Regions from separate parts of the Mus musculus genome. Here region 1 is linked to region 2. Evidence: chromatin contacts called from public Hi-C data. All regions are on one chromosome and are shown on one strand. Each heading gives the region's core, a stretch centred on a gene start, on an enhancer-like site or on the middle of the called end of the contact. The rest is flanking DNA. Distances are from core to core; before and after follow the strand shown. Region 1 has its middle 23 kb from the start of Tacc1. Region 2 has its middle 10 kb from the start of Gm24992.

What was found. Hi-C and Micro-C count contacts between places; a contact is called where the count stands out from the background.
Region 1: a Hi-C map of the G1E-ER4 cell line shows a contact between it and region 2, with 3 times the contacts expected there. The contact joins two enhancer-like sites. A contact is called at or near these places in 8 of 39 promoter capture datasets (the C10 cell line, the HPC-7 cell line, cranial neural crest and 5 more), 1 of 484 Hi-C or Micro-C datasets (the G1E-ER4 cell line), 2 of 115 datasets of contacts at active chromatin or transcription factors (bone marrow-derived macrophages and embryonic basal ganglia) and 1 of 9 other capture datasets (embryonic stem cells).

Annotation. Positions count from the first base shown.
Region 1 is chr8:25,223,567-25,226,425 of GRCm38.p6, forward strand. It overlaps a transcript of Tacc1 not described here. Among named protein-coding and RNA genes, the nearest start is that of Tacc1, 23 kb to the left of the region's middle. Within about 2 kb of position 1,410, at least 71 of the 459 cell types and tissues checked have an H3K27ac peak or open chromatin away from gene starts, as enhancers often do. A contact at or near this core is called in the G1E-ER4 cell line and bone marrow-derived macrophages, where this site is marked.
Region 2 is chr8:25,620,315-25,623,308 of GRCm38.p6, forward strand. It overlaps a transcript of Nsd3 not described here. Among named protein-coding and RNA genes, the nearest start is that of Gm24992, 10 kb to the right of the region's middle. Within about 2 kb of position 1,372, at least 86 of the 459 cell types and tissues checked have an H3K27ac peak or open chromatin away from gene starts, as enhancers often do. A contact at or near this core is called in the G1E-ER4 cell line and bone marrow-derived macrophages, where this site is marked.

The DNA of each region.
Region 1 (2,859 bases), core at 160-2,659, 400 kb before region 2:
ACAACTTAGAGTCTAGGGATCATTTCCTGTGGGGCTGGGGTCTTCTTTTTGGAAAGTCCTTGCGTAGGCCTTGATCCTGAAGAGTTTGAAGACTATGTCTTCCTCAGGTCGTTTAGCCTTGAAGGCTCGTGGCACATCTTGAGTTTATCTTTGTTTGGGATGAGAGCTGTAGATGCGCTTTCTTTCCTTTGCACGTGGTTGTCACTGTCCCAGCGCCATCTGTACAGCTGAGCTCTCTCGGCAGGGCATTTGTCTTCAGCTTGCACACTAGAGACAGAAGCTTTCACCACGCCAAGTGCATTGCTTTGTGCCCCGCCTGTCTACGGACTGCACACCACTGGCTGCTTCCCTCTCAGTAAAACTCTCAAGCCCAGAGCATGGCACACCCCAGAGGCTCAGCAGACTGATCGTGGCTATGAGAGGTTTCTCTGATTTTTGTCTTCTTGAACACCATTTTCTCCACCCACAATCCACATTTCAATTTGGAACTTATGCTTTCCTGTGCTGGGTCCAACTCCAGCTTTCCAGGGTGTGAATGTGACTCACAGCTGACTCAAAATTCTCTCCCACCCCTATCCCTCTTTTCTCCTGCCCCCAAACCATATTAGACCCATCGAGCATGTGGGACCCACATCTAACCCAACTGCCGTGCCTTGACAGCCTTTTAACATTTCAACTGTGTTTACCAGAACCTGTTTAGTAGATCAAACCCAGGGCAGGATTCCAGACCTAAGTCAGCATCCCCAGGGTGGAAGATGTGCTCAAGGCTGCCCACCCACACCCTCCCAGGAGAAAAAGCCCTCTGAGATGGAAGCAGGGTACCCAGCAGGAATCCCAGGCAAGGAGCTAAGTTTGGGGGTTTCATACGCAGAAACCTGACTCTGCAGTGTGTTAGCGATAAACAAATTGGGCATTTTCATTAGTCCCTGGTCTCTAAATGTATTTCATCCCTCTATTGGAGATGCTGGGTTAAACGTCTATGATAAGCCCTGGTAGGAACATTTCCCAGCTTGGTGGCGCCAGAAATATGTACACAGATGGTGTGAACCATTCCTCAGCTTCATTCCACAGCTCCTGGTACATCTGTGTGGCCAAATGCTGCTGCCTCTGTGGTCCCAGAATTCACTCCTGCCTACCCATACAAGGACCAAATTGAAATTTTTTTCCCTAAGTCTTTCTTCTTTGCTGGAATTTTTCCTCTGCTCCCATTAAAATACTGATTTCTGTGCCCCTACCCCCACCCCCCAAGCAAGATACTCAGGATCATTTTATCACCTGCCCTCACACTTTAGAGTCAACCATTCAATATCTCCCATCAAGTGGCGTTCAGGGTGGACGGGGCACCCCAAGGGAGCTGCTTATTCGTTCTGAAGCTGACAGCGGAGTGCAAAGGAGTGATTCATTTTATGTAACACAGGGCTCTGAAGGTGGAAGAAACTCAGCTGTGACCAAAAAAGGAAGCAGCGTGATTCAGCTTCCATGGGTGGGGGTGGCGGGTGAGGAGGGGGCGCACTCGCCGAGAGGGAGGAAGGAAGGCGGGCATATCCAGTAGTGGCAACAGGGCAGGCGGTGAGGGAGAAAGGAGAGCTAAAATCTTACCCAGCTGCTACCTTCAGAAACCAGTGAAGCTATCGCCCTTGGAGAGGAACTTCCAAAAGATTCCTCCCTGATTGTGAAGTCCTTGAGAAGTCGTGGCTTGGAAACTGTCACCTAGAGTATTTTTACAGAAACAAGATAACCACAACAGGGCTCTGCGGCTTGACCGAGGGGGGGGTGGGGGTGGGGACACTGTTTTCTGATCTCTCAAGGTGTCAAATTGTTACTGCTCTTTGGAAGGTTTATTGGAAAGTCCGGCTGGAAGTACAGGACATGTACACACAGACACACACACACACACAGACACACACACACACACTTCCCCCTCACATAATACTATAGAATCACAGATTAAACTCACTACACACAATCCACATATAGTCTCATGTATACATACCACAATTGCATATAGTCACACATACACACACCTCTCCTATACAGATATATAGACATACATACACATACACATATTTATATATATATATACACACACACATATATATGCCATAGAGCTATACATACTCCAATCTCCCACACAAATAAATGTCCCCACAAAGTCACACACAAGCCACTCCCACAAACCCCAAGTACCACCCACACACTCACCCACACACTTTCCCACACACCCACACACTCACCCCCACACCACCCCCACACTCACCCCCACACCCCCACACTCACCCCCACACCACCCAACCACCCACACACTCACTCACACACTCACCCCCACACTCACCCCCACACTCCTCAAGCATCAAGCACACTAGTTCTGGTGTAGGAGTTTGGACTCAAAGGAAAGAGTTTACAAAGGGTAAGAAAACAACATTTCCGTTAAAACAAAATAAACCATAAACTAGGCCAAAAGAAAAACATAAGGAGAAACTAAAAATGTATTTAAAAAATGTTGGATGAGCCAGTCAAGTGGATGTTATAGTGTTATAGCCCTGAAGATGAAAAAGCCAATCTCCTTCCTCCCCCCCCCCCCCCCCGTTTCTTTTAAACGGGGTCTTAGTATGGCGCTCATGCTGGCTTTGAATTCCTAAGCTCCTTGTTAAACAGGGTACCTGGGACTCTGGGAACCCATTCATCCCTCTTGGTGGAGAATGGCTATCCTCCGAAGGGGGGCATAGCAGTCTCCCTGCTTCTGCAAATAAGACCTTCGTAAGCTGTACAGAAACCACAGAAGGCACCCACAAGTTCTGCCACACAACCAATACAAGTTTTAAGGGACTGTCTTTAAACCTGCATTTCTATAAACACACA
Region 2 (2,994 bases), core at 122-2,621:
GCTGCAGTTAGCTGTGGATCTTCACTCCAGTGTTCCTAAACACACTTCATTCTCCCCTTAGCTTCTGGTACCTACCCTTCCATCCCCAGTTGTGTGGTGCGTTTTCATTAAATGCATCTCGTTTGATTTCACAGCATTTCAAGAAAAAACATTTCAAAAGCCAATTTGGTATTTATAATACTGAGGAGCTCTGAAAATTCTTCATTGAAGTTTTTTGAAGTGCTATCTACTGTCAGCTTTCAGAGAACCGTTTGGCTCTTCTCAGCCTGGACGTGTGTGATATCCCACATTTCACTGTCTTAGCCTGGATATTTACTGCCAGGAGGGACTGAGTCTGTCTTGTTTATCTTTTATCTCTAGTGCTCAGGACTTGACATAATGCAGGCACTCCACAGGAAGCGCTGCTCTCATCAGGACTGCTCTGGGAGCTCTGCCCCCAGTGTTCCCTGTATTGACTTCTCCCGAATAGTGTAGGCTCTAGGATTATGGGACCTTGTCTGAGTCTTCACCTCTCTACTGTTAGACTTAGCTCAGTGTCTAATAGTAAACACTTGCGCTATTAGAGAAATCTGAATAGATTGGGGCTGGGAGGGGTTGCTGGGTTGTAACATTTGGTTTCTTTCCCGTTACAGTAGTAACAGAATGGGAAGGAAGGTGGAGCTGGCATGAGTCTTCCCTGGACCTTCTCAGACTAGAAAGGGTAATTGACAGCAGTGGGTGCTCAGAATTATGGAGTCAAGTATTCTAGTGTTCTTTCTTGTGTAGATATTTGAGATCATGCTTACTTTACACACAAAAACATAGACACACACACACCTCTTTCCTATACTATTTAGTGTTGTGATGGAATGTAAATGTAGAATGCTCTGTTAGTGGAGGAGGACTTGACCTGGCTTAGAGCACATGTGATATGGCATTTTAAGGCCACTTGGAGTGTATTAACACCTGAATGGAATCATAAGACTGAGTGGTGGCTGAGAGAGAAAAGGTAACATGGTGGAGGGCAAATGGGACCCTGCAGGTCTCTGACTACATAGGCTGGTGCCACAGTATCAGGGGCTTCAGCTTTTTTGATTTGTTCTGAGGCATACAAAGGCTTATTAAGGTTAAATCCTGCTCTGTTTGTTTGTTTATTGAGATATGTGTATTTTGCCTGCATGTATGTATGTGTGCAGTATGTATGCCTTGTATGCACAGAGGCCAGAAGAGGGTATTTGATCCCTTGAAACAGGAGCTATGGTTGTAAGCTACCATGTGGATACTGGGAGCCCAACTATAGGCCTTTGCAAGAGCGACAAATGCTCTTAACCTCTGAGCCACATCTTTCCCGCCTAAGTTACATTTTTCCCCGTGTGGTAAAATACTATGACCAAAGGTAACTTATGGAGGTGTTTATTTTGGCTTAGTTCCAGAGGGCAAGCTGTCCCTGATGGTTGGGGAAGCATGGAGAGAAAACTGGGAAGCTGGTTGATGACATATCCCAGACAGGAAACAGAGAGAGCAAGCAGGAAGTGCGGCGAGGCTTTAATCCTCAGAGCCCTCTCTCTAGCAGTGCTCTCTACCCTGAGGTGCTACTGTACCCTCCTCTGATGCCACCAACTGGGGGCCAGTGTTGAAATACAAGAGCCTTGGGGGAACATTTCTTAGTCAAGCCACACATGTCTTTTTGCTTACTGTTTATGCTGTAAAGCATGGTCAGAGATGGATAATGCTGGAAATAGCACCATGAGTTAGGAAACATGTTCTGGTTAAGGTAAGGACTCTTCCAGCATAAGCAGTGAGTGAGTGGGAGGCAGTGGACAGACTTGGGAGAGCGAGCAGGAGGCACAGCCTGCGTTGACTGCAGCTTATCTTCTCACCTGTGGCCCTCACTGTCACACTCTAGTGAAAACTCAGACTGACTCAAGTACTTATTTGTCTTACATTGTCTTTGGGTTTTGTTTCTTTGAGACAGTATCTTACTATGTAATGCTGGCTGGCCTGAACTATCTGTGTAGACCACCATGTTCCTTTGACCTTGATCCTCAGCCTCCAGAAAGTGCTGTGATCATATGTAGCTGTCTCCAGACGCACCAGAAGAAGGCACTGGATCCCATCACACACGATTGTGAGCCACCATGTGGTTGCTGGGAATTGAACTCAGGTCCTCTGGAAAAGCAGTGTGTGCTTTTAACCATTGAGCCATCTATCTCCAGCTCCCAACAGAGGTTCTTACTAATGCCTAGAGAATGAAAAGCAGTCTGTTAGTATTCAAGCTCAGGAGGCAGAGGGAGGTGGATGTTTATGGGTTCAAGACCAGCTTGGTCTACATAGAGAGTTCAAGCCAGTCAGGCCACATAGTGAGACCCTATCCAACAAAACAAAGAGACAATGAAAATCAGAAAGAGGGAATCTTTTGCTCTTCCTAAATATTCTTGTTTTACCTTTTACAAGATTTTAAATTTTATTTTATTATTTTATGTGTATTTTGCCTGCTTGTGCATCTAGGTACCACATGAGTGTTGGGTGTCCAAGAAAGTAGTGAGCCACCATGTGGGTGATGGGAATCAAACCTGGGTCTTTCACATCACATGCTCTTATCACCTAGCCACCTCTTCAGCCTTTGTTTTACCTTTTATAATAGCTCTGTAGTCTACATGGTGTATCATTTATCTGTATGATGAGATGTCACCATTTATTCATTCATTCATTCATTCATTCATTCATTGAGATAGGGCCTCTCTGTGTAGCCTTGGCCATCCTAGAGCTTCTTGTGTAGACAAGGCTGGCCTCAAACTCACAGCTATCCTCCTGCCTCTGCCCCCTGAGTGCTGGAATTAACTGTGTGCCACTATGGCCAGTTCAGTGCTGCCTGTCTTCATCTACATGGTGAACAGTTGTTTCCACATCTTTCTTACCTGGCTGTCCCTTGCTCTGCTATGCTGCCTCAGTCCTGTTACTTGTACACAGGCAGACTCTGTGACTGTGTTCAGATATCGTTTTGTTCTAGCCCTT